Regions from separate parts of the Mus musculus genome. Here regions 1 and 3 are each linked to region 2. The links are chromatin contacts, called in public HiCAR-type and HiChIP or PLAC-seq maps. All regions are on one chromosome and are shown on one strand. The core of a region is the stretch at or near the end of the contact, and the rest is flanking DNA. Distances in the headings are between cores, read along the strand shown. Region 1 has its middle 38 kb from the start of Oxr1. Region 2 overlaps Oxr1 (oxidation resistance 1). Region 3 overlaps Oxr1 (oxidation resistance 1).

Region 1 (4,363 bases), core at 1,535-4,034, 250 kb after region 2:
AAGGCATGCTCCAAGAGAGTACCTATTTGGTGATTCATGTCGGCCAGAACTGCATAATAACAAGGGTTTTTGACATGGGTTTCATTAGCAGTTCCTCTATCTGTACAATATGAAGGTAAGAGAAAAACAAAACCATAATTTTGTGTGTTTTAATCTTAGAACTCACTCACAAGCAACAGTAATGGTAAAGAACAGATGTGGGGATCCTAGGTATTTGAGCAATATTCTTCATAAAATCACAAATGGTTGATGCTGCCCTTTAACATTGATCCGTGATGATCGCAACCAGCATGTTCATCATAAAAGTATGTGTACTGGCTGGTTTTATGTGTCAAGTTGACACAGGCTGGGATTATCACAGAGAAAGGAGCTTCAGTTGGGGAAGTGCCTCCATGAGATCCAGCTGTGGGGTATTTTCTCAATTAGTGATCAAGGGGGAAAGGACCCTTGTGGGTGGTGCCATCTCTGGGCTGGTAGTCTTGGTTCTATAAGAGAGCAAGCTGAGCAAGCCAGGGGAATCAAGCCAGTAAGGAACATCCCTCCATGGCTTCTGCATCAGCTCCTGCTCCCTGACCTGCTTGAGTTCCAGTCCTGACTTCCTTTGGTGATGAACAACAGTATGGAAGTGTAAGCCAAATAAACCCTTTCCTCCCCAACTTGCTTCTTGGTCATGATGTTTGTGCAGGAATAGGAACCTTGATTAAGACAGTATGTTTCATATGTGGGGAGTATGAAATAACATAATAAACATATTAACCATGCATACACATATAAAACATTCTCAGCTTTATCGTAATTACATTATGTAAATAATGGACAGAGTATAAATCATTCTGGTTTTTTGGAGTGTAATTTTGCCAATTGTTATCAAAATCACAAATGTGATCAGGACACTAGCACTTGCACAGTGGACAGATGATTCATTGGAAAAAATCATCAGAGTGCTATACTTGTAACAGCAAAAGACTGAAAACAACTAAAATGTTAGTCGATATATGAGGAATAAAGTAAAAATAGTGTATTCATACAACGGTTCAACTTGCAGATACTTAAAATATCAGAAGCTTTTAATACAGTGAATTGAAATGATATTTTTCAAGATGCACAGACTGTTAATACAAAGTACAAAGAAGTTGGTTACTAGAATGCTATTTGTGCAAACAAGAGAGAGGACAGCAAGGATGCCCTTATCCTAGTGTAGCACATCTTTGGTGGGTCACATCAGGAACTGATATTGCTAGCAGTCAAGGAAGAAAGTGGATAATTGCACATCAGTGATAGAAGACAGATCTATGTACCATGAATAATGAAACTATAAATAAATTACCTACTCAAGAATGAAATGTAGTAAGAAAAATAGAGGAAAATGCCTATTCATGACCAGTGATCTTTTTCAATTAAGATTTAAAATGTCATCTTAATTTTAGAAACAATGCCATACCCTGGACATCTGTAGTTGGCACAAACTTGTTTTGGACTGTAACAGACACAGTGAATCTGCAGAACCCATTCATCTTCATATTAAACAAATGGGAGATTTAAAGGGCAAGTCAGTCAGATGGATTGTCTTGTCTTTCTCACTTTCAAATGGCACTAGTAATTTCTACCATTTCTCCTGGGGCCTGGTATACTTTCCTGCTTATAACTGTGGTGAGCTAAAAGATCACCCGAGATGCCAGTAGATCAGGCCCTCTAGCCAATTGTTATGCTTTCCACTAAAGCTCTTCTCTTTCTCAAAAGGCACGCTATTTGAAGGGAGATCCACAGCAGGGCTTATCTCCAGTTTTCTGTAAGATAGCTAGGTGGATGGATGGATGGATGGGTGGATGGGTGGATGGGTGGATGGGTGGATGGGTGGATGGATGGGTGGATGGATAGATAGAACAGAGAACAGAGACAAGCAGATAGACATAATCAGAAAAACAAAGGATGGAGACTACTTCAAAAGCTCTAAATTCTTACTCATCTGATTTAACACAAGAAATTCCTCTTAATAGTATAAATTCTACTGTAGCCTCCCTCAGCCTTGAAGCAGGCTGATCCAGACTTTGACCTTGCTGCCACTAAGAAGGAGATTACCTAGGGTAGAGCCTTCTGACCTTGATGGCTCTATTTGCTCTTCTCCAAGACTCTGCTTTCTGCTGAAAGGTCCTTGAGACGTTCCGGAGACACACCCTGTAGATCGCCTACTGCCTTGCTCCAGGCACCGAGAATGGGCTGGCGGGGGATGGGCCTCTTATAAGCACGGACTCTCAGTAAACTTCAGAGGCTTTGAACAGAAAGATTTGTCTTGACCTCATTCTTTTCTCACCGTCTGATCTCTTTCAGCCCCAGCCCGCCTTTCAGGGGAACCCAGTTCATGTGGCCCCAGGCAGCTACATTCTACGACCCTTCTAAACTTGTATCAAAATACCCTTGAAGTGATCACGTATTTACTATCCATGACTTATTTATTTTCTCCAAAAATTCTGTATGCCTAACCATTTTCAATAAAGACTTGGTTTGGTTTATGAGACTAGACGTAGACTTTTCATGCTCCCCTTTGCACTGACCAGGCTCAACATAGATCTGAAATTGCTCTCTCTGAGATCACCCTTCAGTATTGGGAGCACTACCAGTTATTAAACGGCTTCTACTTTGCTAGTTATTACAATGAAGTATAGAAACGTATCAGGAGCACAGCTCTAATTCAGGTTCAAGAAACACATTAACCCAGCACACACGAACTGCACCAGAATTTGTGGCTGCACTGAACTGAGTGAGGCTGTTGCTGAGTCAGGAGCCCATGGTGTTAGTCCCAGAACTTAACAGTTCTCTAGAATTCCTGGATCGTTTGGTAGAGGCACACCACATGTCTTCAAACTCCTATTCCTTTTCTTCCGATAGTCTTTCGTTTCTCTTTCCTGGGATGGGTGGGCAGGAACCACGGAATCTTGTGAGTAAAGTATCTGTGTCATCTGCCCCCAGCCCTGAGCTCTGGATATCTCACTGGAGGCTCTAGCACGCCTGTTAATCCTCTCATAAGAACACACAGATGGTTGTATATTTTTTGCTCTCTGCTTTTAGTAGATGCTAGGACTGGAAGATGGGGGCAATTTCCTTTCCTTTACTGATTTTCAGGAAAAAGAAGTAGTCATATTTATTTATAATGTAAAACTTCCTTACTTAACATCAATCTAACCAGAGTATCATGAGCTTGGTTATCTTTGACTCCTACCTGTTTCTTTCATGTACATTTTGTTTTAAGAAAACAACAACAACAACAACAACAACAACAAAAAACCAACTCTTGTCTTTGCTGTTTTTTTCCTCATCTCAGATCTTTACTTAAAATGAATAATTAAAACCACACAACTAAAAACACCAGAAACCATGCAGTCAAAGTAATTTATTTTAATTAAAATTTGATTCACAGGATTCAAACTTGTCCCATAAGGCAAAAACTTGCAGCCAAATTCAGAGGATGTCTGGGGAGCCTGGCAAAAGTCCATCAGCATTTCTAATACCAGTATAAGCTTAAGATCATTAAAACGACTCCAGGGAAATAAGTAGCAATGATGAGAAAAAAAATAGATATTAATGTATATTTCAATGTTTGATCTGGAGGGACTATGGACGCTGTTGGGCTCCGAAGTTTAAAGATACTGACAATTTCAGAAAAGGAACCTAACAATATTTAAATGCAGTGTAAAAGTGCAAGTTTATATGTCCAAAGTAGCAAAATAAAGTTAATATAAGGATGGACAGTCAAGAGTAGAAATAAAATGCATGCATTATTAGAGAAATGAAATTCCTTACTTTGTAATTCAACTTCTAAAGAAGCACACTTGCAAAGGATTTGGGAAGCAAAGGCAGTCTGAGTTCAAGGCCAGATTTGTCTGTATAGTGAGTTCCCTGTAGCCAGAGATACACAGTGAGATTCTGTCTCAAACCAAACAAACACATAAAAAGATTGTAAAACAGAAGAACCATGTTTGCAATAATCACATGGAAACAGCATCATCAACACACTAGAACTATCTTCTTATAGCCTCGTGTCTTTAACTTCACTTCTATTTCTAAATGTTAACACTTTTTTTTTTCCTGGTATGGGGATTGAACCCAAAGCCTTGGACACACTAGGGAAATATTTTGCATCATGTGTGTGTGTGTGTATGTGTGTGTGAATTTTATACTTTGAATTCTAAAATATAATGAATAAATATGTACTTTTATTTTATGTTATCAAGCCAGGCTTCTGACCGTGCCAGTAAACCTGCTCTGTGCTGAGCTAGGCCCGGGCATAACTCCTTTTCCTGTCTGCATGTCACCTGACCTCACTTCTCCTAACCACTGGCGTCTCTCACACCTAATGTTTGTCCTT
Region 2 (4,686 bases), core at 965-3,464:
AGTTCAAATCCCAGCAACCACATGGTGGCTCACAACCATCCGTAACGAGATCTGACTCCCTCTTCTGGTGTGTCTGAAGACAGCTACAGTGTACTTACATATATAATAAATAAATAAATCTTAAAAAAAAAAAAGAAGGCCTGCATGCCTTTGTCTGGGGTCATTGCCATTTTGCTGGCTGTTTCTGCAGAGTAAATGCTCTGTTATTGTATTTGAGTCTGGGGTCGTTATCAATTCCCAAACCCTAACAAAAGTTGTTCAGAAGCTAAAAGAGAAGATGGTAGAAAGCTAGCTGGAGGATACTGAACACAATACATATAAAATATTGGCATTTTGGGGATACTACACTATAAAGTATTTGATACTCCGGGATTACAGGGTTGGGATTTGTAATGAAGATGCAAAGTAGGCAGAGCCAGGACATGGGCATTTTATAGAGTATCAACTTCATCTTGATAGGAATGAGAGACACTGTATGATTTTCAACAGGGAAAAAATGGACAAACTCTGCACGTTATCAAGATAGGAAGTTTGGTTCATGAGGGCAGGGCCATGCTACCTCCATTACACATGCAAGAAGTTCACTTACATTTATTGGAATCTTTAAGCTCCAGGGGCTATTATAAGCACTTCATACATAATATTTTCATTTATATCTCAAAGCAACCCTTTCAGTAAGTATCAGATTTGTTTCCTTTTCCAATGAAAGACAATGAGCTTTGACACCCTAAATAGCCTATTTATGGTCATTTAGCTAGGAGGAGTGAGGAGGTCCTACTTAAACATTCATCTGCGAGATCAAGTTCCTCTTCAATAATCTGACTGCTCTTGTGACAGAGAGAGGGAGGAGAGAGGGAGAGAGGGAGAGATGGAGAGAGGGAGAGAGGGAGGGAGGGAGAGAGGGAGAGAGAGAGAGAGAGACCAGGAAAATGTTAGTAATCCCCAAAAAACACACACAAGAGCTAATCAGATGCAACTCACAGCAGGGTCTTTATTCTATTTGAGCTAATTCACCCACTACCCCCACCCCCTACGCACCACCAGCACACAGGCCAGTTTTGGTGGTCGGGGAGCCCAGACTGTCTATTGGGGCAAAGCTTTATAGTAAGCAGTAAGCAGGGAGTACATGCATAAGCATCTAATTGGAAAGCTGTTGTGGCCTTCAACCTAGTTGTCTGGTGCTGGGAGTCAGATCATAAACTTTACTTCTGCTCTACTCTGCATTGGTGGTCATTAGGAAGGGACCATTAGGTCTTGTAACCTGGGGGTGCAGGTTTGTTGGGGGAATTACCTAGAAACTCTGCTCTTGTTGGGGATTAGCCTAGAGACTGAAGCTAGGCTCAGGCTTTCTTGGGGACAACTTGGAAACTAATGCTAGTTAGCAGTTAGTCTACCTGAGTTCAAACTTAGGTCAGGTTCTCTAAAATGGAGTTTGAATTTAAAGTCTTTGGGGGGGGGGAGAGAGAGAGAGAGAGAGAGGGAGAGAGAGAGAGAGAGACCCCACTGAGTGACCATACTTCAACTGTCAACTGATTAAAGTCACTTTGAATGTCTGCTAATCTTGACATTCTACAGAGGCAAAGTGACATCTATACTCTTCTAGACAGACAACAGCTATATTTAGAAAAATAAAAACTGTAGACATTCTAGAATTTGTTAAATTCTCTCTGATATTTAATTTCACTATACTCCACCCAGCTGAACCCACAAGCTTTTGACTTTCTTTGGCTGCTGAGCAGGCGTGGCCCTGGTGGGGACAGAGAGACTTGGTTCCTGCCCCTAGGACAGAATCCCAGTGTGAGCCTCCAGCAGTATTGATGACTGTAGTGGCATAACACTTGTTTGTGTAACAATGTATATTATTTCACATTCCTCCGAGGAATGGTTTCTCTGTTAATGTTATTGACTCCTTGATAATCAGACAGCAGGAGTCCAGGAGGTGAAGGTGTGGCTATGTCTCAGCAAATGGCAAGCACTGGGACTTTCAGCCCTAAAGGTTATGGAGAAGAGCTCTAAATACATGAGTTTGAAAATATATAATTTCTCAACTATGCAAAAATAAGGACGCAATATGAATTATGAGAACTTCATGAATCTAAAGGAACAAAGGGAGTTGCATTAATGAGTCAACTTATCAGAAAGATACAAAGGCAAGCAGATACAAATATAGGCAGATTCCTGAGTTCAAGGTCAGCCTGGGACATGGCAAGGTTAGCCCCAGGTGTGGTACATATGGTAATTTCAGGATAGGGTCCCACCCAGCTAGTTTAGCGTCTTTGTGTAACTGAGGCAATCAGATCTCTAAATGATTTTGCTATCTTAAAAGAAAACTTATGCTTGCTGTTTCCTAAGAATCAAAGGGCTGGGGCCACCAGTATGTAGATTCATAGAATAATCAAAAGGGAGCCTGGAATAAAGAACTGAATTGATATGTAAATTTAAAAATGGCTTTTGGTCTTCATGGGATGAACTAGCAGAAAGTGGTAGCAGTTCTCTATAATTTTCGCTAGTGAGAGCTGAGCAGTCTGGAGATCTTTGGAGAGCAAAGCGGCTCTTGATGAGTTTTTTTCTTAACAGGATTTCTGACTTGGTCAGATGACTTAATAGTTCTTTTGTAGCAGTTTTTCTAACATTGGTCAGAAAAACATGAGCTATCCAGATATCTTGTAGAATTTTTACCTGAAGAGAGAGCTGCCTCAACCAGAGTTTTATGAGTAGCAAGAGAAGCTGTCTAGGGCAGAACAGAGCAGAATACACAGACACAGAGAGAGAGGGGGGGGGGAGGGGAGAGAGGGGAGGGGGGGGAGGGGAGAGAAGGGAGAGGGGAGAGAGGGGAGAAAGGGGAGAGGGGAGAGAGGAGAGAGGGGAGAGAGGGGAGAGGGGAGAGAGGGGAGAGGGGAGAGAGGGGAGAAAGGGGAGAGGGGAGAGAGGGGAGAGGGGAGAGAGGGGAGAGGGGAGAGGGGAGAGTGAGACATTCTTACCTAAAATGCAGTACTCATCTAGTGACTTATTTTTACTTTTTAAAGGTTCAAATGAAGATTGAGGCTTCATATAGACAGAGTAGCTAGCTTTCCCTCTACTTATTCTAAATAAGTGAAATTTTATTATACGAATTCAAAGACTGATTGTTCTATAAAAAGTGAGTTTGCATGCTATCAATTTTTGATATGATGCTACTTTTAATGAACACCTTCTATTAGGGTTAATTAAGGACAGCCATGTGTGCAAAGAAGGCATAATCTATTTCTTAAGGTTCTCTCAGTAGGAAATAGATGCTATACAGAAGTTTGTGAAAGATAACTGAGGTCAAAAATCAATTCCTAGAGAAGCTATTTACATCTCTCATTAACCTAAAGAGGCATTTCAAATTGTTCTAGCTTTTCTTAAAATAAAAATTCTTCCAGCTTGATTCAAATACAGTGAATTGTAGAGGGCCAGGGATCGACTTAGTTGTAGTACTGCACTGTACCACCAGAGGGATCCCTGGGATTTTCAGTTGTACAAATCCTGAATTGAGACACTGAAAGGTACCCTGCAAAGAAAGGGCATATTGGCTGGCTGGTCTACAGGTTGATGGGTACAGTTTCTTTCCATGAGATTATTTAGGACACTGTGTTACCTCTAGAAATGTCACTGTACTATGTCACCCATAGACTATCTCTGTTCAACCCCTATGAGGAATGGCTGTCCTCCTGTTCAATGACAGATCTGCCTCTTCAGGCCTAAAATGGGGAACGAATTTTGCCTGCAGAGCCTGTCATGTATGGTTCATGTTTACCTCTTCTGCATCTTTTAGACATGATTCCTCATCTGTATAGACAGAGTGTAACAGAATTGTTCTGAGGATTACCTGAGATAGGATAGAGGGACTTATTTTATTCTGGAATATGAAATTCCTAATTCATCCTGTGATGGCTATTCATGATTGTCATCCGCACTCCATCGTCAATTAGCTAAAAGCCAAGTGGCTAGGTACACCTGTGAGGGAGTTCTCTAGATTGGATCTTTAGAAATGTGAAGACCCACCCTAAATCCTGATTCTTTGAGAGAAGAAGTTCCACCTTAAATCTGGGCTACACCTTCCAGCCATGGCAGACTAGATAATGACCAAGGAAGAAAGAAACTTTTGCTATTTGCCTGCTTCCTCTGGCTCACACTGGAGAGTCCGTTCCTTCACCGGCATTAGAGTCCACTTTTGTGGGATTCTGGAGTATACTGAAGACCAACTGAGACACCCAGACTTGCAGACTGAACAATTACTGAAAACTTAGACTTTCTCTCAGTAGCTAGCCATTGTTGGACTGTGGTCCACTGTGGGAAGCCAACTCCAAGATGGTGCCGGTTTCCGGTTGCCTTTGTCATAAACAACACCACTGCGCAGGCGTCAATTCAAATTTGGTGCCAACCCTTCCCAAGTGGGTGCATGCAAATTGAGTGCCGGCTGACTGACCAATCAGAGGGGGCCACAGAGCCTTCTCCTGTGCTGGGGTGCATATAAGCAGGCCTCCCTGGGCGCCTGGGGTCCCATAGAAGTATCGAGGCAAGAATCCGACTGTGTCGTGTTGTTCTTGCTGGTCAAGAGCAGACGGGACAGTCCACCACAGTCTGTCAGTCATTCTAATAAATCCCCTTTTCTTTCTGCCCCATTGCAGAAGAGAACTGTAACACACATGGAGTTTTAAAATG
Region 3 (4,720 bases), core at 2,005-4,504, 180 kb after region 2:
ACAGAGGAATAGATACAGAAAATGTGGTGCATTTACACAATGGAGAACTACTCAGCTATTAAAAACAATGAATTCATGAAATTCTTAGGCAAATGGATGGAACTAGAAAATATCATCCTGAGTGAGGAAACCCAGTCATAAAAGAACACACATGGTATTCACTCACTGATAAGTGGATATTAGCTCAGGCGCTCAGAATACCCAAGATACAATTCACAGACCACTTGAAGCTCAAGAAGAAGATCAAAGTGTGAAGTGGAGACTGAAGGAAAGGCCATCCAGAGACTGCCCCACCAGAGGATCCATCCCATATACAGTCACCAAACCGAGACACTATTGAGGTTGCCAACAAGATCTTGCTGACAGGAGCCTGGTTTTAGCTGTCTCCTGAGGAGCTCTCCCAGTGCCTGACAAATACAGAGGTGGATGCTCACAGCCATCCATTGGATTGAGCACAGAGTCCCCAGTGGAGGAGCTAGAGAAAGTACCCAAGGAGTTTAAGGGGTTTGCAGCCCCATAGGAGGAACAACAATATGAACCAACCGGTACCCCCAGAGCTCCCAGGAACTAAACCACCAACCAAAGAGTACGCATGGAGGGACCCATGGCTCCCATTGCATATGTAGCAGAGGATGGCCTAATCAGTCATCAATGGGAGAAGAGGTCGTTCTTCCTCTGAAGGCTCTAGCCCCAGTGTAGGGGAATTTCAGGGTCAGGAAGCCAGTGTGGGTGGGTTGGGGAGCAAGCTAAGGGGGTAGGTGATAGGGGATTTTCAGAGGGGAAACTAGGAAAGGGGATAACATTTGAAATGTAAATAAAGAAATTATCTAATTTAAAAAAGTACATAAAATATAAACGAGACTCAGCGAGAAGAAGACAATGATCAGGAGAGACTTAAATGGTTGGCTGGAGAGTGGATAACGGGAGCTTGGATTTGATCAGTGTGCATTTTTTGAATATACTAAAATTTTGAACTGAAAACCATTAATTAATGCATGTTAATAAAAAATTTAAAAATTAAATGCAGATTTAGCAGGGAAGCATTTTTTCTTTCCTATTCCCAATTGTCACTATCACAGAGACACTGTCAGTATCCCTTCACCTTTCTGCATAAGATAAAGCTACTTAATATTATTTACCTTCTTAGCATTGTTTCATTATCTATGACCAATTGTTATATCAATCTTGCAAATATCTGCACTGTACTCTATTTTATTTTGAAAATACATATAAAATGAACATCTACTTTGCATTCTGAAGATACATAGAATTAAGTGAAAATACAAAGTGAAAACTTGAATTATGCTTAGTTAATTGTATAAACTCATAACTAACACTCCTATTCTATTAAGGTACAGAACAAGTTTATTATTCCAAAAGGCCCCCCACATTTTCCTTATACCAAATGTCTAAGCCTCATAGGAAACCCCTATTCTTATATCTATCATGTATACTATTTATAACTACACCTAGAAATTCTTAAAATGGAATTATTCAGTATTATGCATTTACCCAAATTAAAGCCATAAATACCCATGCTTTGCATCAACATTTTATTTTCTCTATATTATAAAGTAATGTCCTATTGCATTGGTATATAAATCTGATTATCTCTTCTTTTTGCCGAAGGCCTGTTTCTTTTCTCAATTTACAGTTATTGTAAATAACTATTCTCACTATGTACCTGGCTGATTATGATTAATTGAGTTTATTGAACTTAGTTTCTCTACTTAAAATGAAATTTTAATGGTTTTTAAATCTTAACTCTCAGTTAATTTGTAGCTCTAAAATACATGCTATAAAAATCTACACACAGGTGTTATGTAAGTAAAACTTTCCATGTGACTTGAATAAGGGCACTAACTTATCCTAGGTCCCTAACTGCATAATGCAACCAAGTTATTTTTCTCCAGCCTTAAATGGCTTTATTGTGAATAATAATAGAATAAAACTATTAATTTTAAGAATTTAGATATCAGTGCCTTGTGAACAAAATCATTATTCTTTCACTATAATAAAAAAAATCACATTTGATATAGTTTAGACTAATCTGAGAAACATTAGATTGAAGTACTATTTAATCTTTTGTTGAGCTATGGAGGTTGAGAATCCCCTACATTCATTTTTGTTAACCTTCAGGCATTCCTTGAACATGTATGCACTTTTCTCTCCTATTATTATCTCTTATGGATACTAAATCTACCTTTATGTCCAAAATTACAAGTTAGAAGCCACAAGAAAAGACATTTTTTTTAATGTTACCAATAGCAAGTCATATAGGTGCAGGAAAGTTTCAAACATTAATCTGTATAATAGTATCAAAGGGTCTTCCAAATGCAAAATAAAAATGTAATTCATGCTGTGTTATAGTAAAAACGTCCGCAGAGACGGAAAATCCTCAAGAACGTGGAAGCAACAGAAAACTCAGAGCAGGTCCCCAAAGCCCAAGCCAAGGAGACACCCTCCAGTCTACCAGCAGGGAAGAGGAGAAGATGATGAGTCTTCAACCAGACCATGCACTGTGACTCGAGGCTAGAACCAGCAAATCAAACTCTCCGTACCAGTTGCAATTTATGAAGCAGAATGAAGGACCCCAGATGCTGGTTTACAATAGCAATGAAGTAAAAACACAGAACACAAACTGAGTCTTTGACAGACACTGATCACAAAAGACACTTGGGCCTAGGGAAATCAAAAGCTGTGGTGAAAACTTAAAAACCAAGCATGAAGAGAAAATAGGAGGATAAGGCGGGCATCATGTCTGGGGAATACCTAAGGGCTTGAAAAAATGAACTTAGGAAACTATCTTTCTTCCACAGCTAAACAAAGCATTAAATAATGTTTTAATGTAATGTTTCTCAAGTTAGTGTAAAACACATCCAATATGATTTTCATTGCAGTGCAAGAACTACGCAGTCTCTGAGTAATTCCTAAACCTACCGCTAGGCGTCTTTACACTCATCTAATTAGAAAGCTTGATTCTTCTAAGCTATTAACATGTTCAAGTACTTTCCTAAATCTCCCTCACGAAAAAGTAAAACTCCATAATGTGTGGGGAATGTGGAGCTAGCCAGTGGGTAAAGCTTGCAGTATAAGCAGGGGGTCCAAAGATTGGATTTTAATCACCCACAAAAACAAAAACAAAAACAAAAACAAAAACAAAAGATAATCAACAGCCACTGCACCACAAGGCTGGGCTCCCGGAAGCAGAGGTAGGACCCAGCAAAGTTACTGGCCAGTCAGTGCTGTCAATCAGTGAGCTCACTGAGTGTCAGTTTCAGTGAACTACTCTGTCTCAAAACACAAGGTAGAAAGAGACAGAAGGCGCTGGATGTCCGCCTGTTCCAGCATGAACGTGGTGTGTTCCCACACCCATGTGTGCACACATACACATAAACCGCACACCCATACAAACACACACAAACACACACACAATGTGACATCCACATCCACCCATGTTACTATTTAAGCTACGGATACATAATTTTATGGCTATCGTTTTAATATTAGAGGAGAGAATTGAGGTATCACAGGTTTTGCAAATAAAATAGTGAATACGGCATAGGCCTAAATTATTAAAGCGTAATTAATTAACAGAGGCAGCACTTGGGAAGATAAGGTGCCATAACACATTCAACATCAGTGAATATAACTTTTTTATATAATAATTTTAGCTGGGCCTAACTAGTAATTTCTGCTCACTCAGAAGACAGAAGCATGGAATTCCTGAGTTTAGCTTTCATTGTTTTCTTTTTAAAACATTATACCACTTAAAATAAAAGGTAGAAAATGAAAGGTAATTCTTGCCATAGTTTTTTTTTTTAATCTCAAACAAAAGAACGAATATAAACTGAGTGTGGGGCTTTTCTCTGTGTATTAACTGAAGTAGGAGAAATAGTTAATCATATTATGATGACTTCCAACCTCTGACTGCAACAGCAGAAAGGGAATTCTCTCTACTCAAAGGTGGAAGTTGTAACAGTGTTTCCCTAAAATGCACACTATTTAGAACTTGGCGGCCAATATGTCAGCCAATAGCCAGAAGTACCTACTGAGCTCTTAAAAAGGGCCAACTCAATGGAGTTTCACTTTTAAATTTAACTGAGATAGGTTCTGAAATGAAATGTATGAATTGAATTTTGAAGATATTACAAAAGCGGTAAATATTACAAAAATCCTTTTCAATATTGCTTATAAATTAAAATGATTTTTATTATTACATTGAGCTAAAAGGGTATTATTAAAAATAATTTAGCCCACCTGGATTTGTGTTTGATTTTCTAATATTTTATTACATTCATTCATTTCTGGGAAGAGGTGGCTTGTGTGTGACAGCATGCATGTGGACCTCAGAGGACAAGCTGTGGCCATGGGCAATGGTTCTCTCCTTTTACCACACGGGTTCTGGAAACGGACTCAGGTTATCAGGCTTCGTGGCATGAGTCTTTACTCTCTGAGCCATCATGCTGGCTCTAATGCCTTGAGAAAATTAAACAACACATAGCTCCCATCATATTAATATTACCTAGCCTTGAGTCTAGATACCTTAAACAAAGTGGGGAATTTGGTTGGATAGATCTTTTCAAGCTAGTACCCCTCACTTTAAAATAAATTGGACAACTATGCCATTTTGTTTTTACATTTTATTCTTAAGATTCTAATATAATCACATTTCTCCCATCCTTCCTTCCCTCCAAACCTTCCCACATGCCCACCCTTG

Evidence for each region. HiCAR-type assays count read pairs that join an accessible place to other places. HiChIP or PLAC-seq counts read pairs in DNA pulled down with a chosen protein or histone mark.
Region 1: a contact with region 2 is called in an H3K27ac HiChIP or PLAC-seq map of embryonic stem cells, with 14 read pairs. The contact joins two enhancer-like sites. A contact is called at or near these places in 2 of 15 datasets of contacts at CTCF or cohesin (both in the NIH/3T3 cell line), 4 of 484 Hi-C or Micro-C datasets (the CH12 cell line and embryonic stem cells), 3 of 115 datasets of contacts at active chromatin or transcription factors (bone marrow-derived dendritic cells and embryonic stem cells) and 1 of 9 other capture datasets (embryonic stem cells).
Region 3: a HiCAR-type map of embryonic stem cells shows a contact between it and region 2, with 6 times the contacts expected there. The contact joins two enhancer-like sites. A contact is called at or near these places in 1 of 15 datasets of contacts at CTCF or cohesin (the NIH/3T3 cell line), 5 of 484 Hi-C or Micro-C datasets (embryonic fibroblasts, embryonic stem cells, reprogramming fibroblasts and 1 more), 4 of 115 datasets of contacts at active chromatin or transcription factors (all in embryonic stem cells) and 1 of 9 other capture datasets (embryonic stem cells).

What each region holds. Positions count from the first base shown.
Region 1 is chr15:41,407,377-41,411,739 of GRCm38.p6, reverse strand. No RefSeq gene overlaps it. Among named protein-coding and RNA genes, the nearest start is that of Oxr1, 38 kb to the left of the region's middle. Within about 2 kb of position 2,784, at least 7 of the 459 cell types and tissues checked have an H3K27ac peak or open chromatin away from gene starts, as enhancers often do. A contact at or near this core is called in embryonic stem cells, where this site is marked.
Region 2 is chr15:41,656,084-41,660,769 of GRCm38.p6, reverse strand. All of the region lies in intron 3 of Oxr1 (oxidation resistance 1), which reads right to left. Among named protein-coding and RNA genes, the nearest start is that of Oxr1, 210 kb to the right of the region's middle. Within about 2 kb of position 2,214, at least 13 of the 459 cell types and tissues checked have an H3K27ac peak or open chromatin away from gene starts, as enhancers often do. A contact at or near this core is called in embryonic stem cells, where this site is marked.
Region 3 is chr15:41,475,400-41,480,119 of GRCm38.p6, reverse strand. All of the region lies in intron 1 of Oxr1 (oxidation resistance 1), which reads right to left. Among named protein-coding and RNA genes, the nearest start is that of Oxr1, 30 kb to the right of the region's middle. Within about 2 kb of position 3,254, at least 5 of the 459 cell types and tissues checked have an H3K27ac peak or open chromatin away from gene starts, as enhancers often do. A contact at or near this core is called in embryonic stem cells, where this site is marked.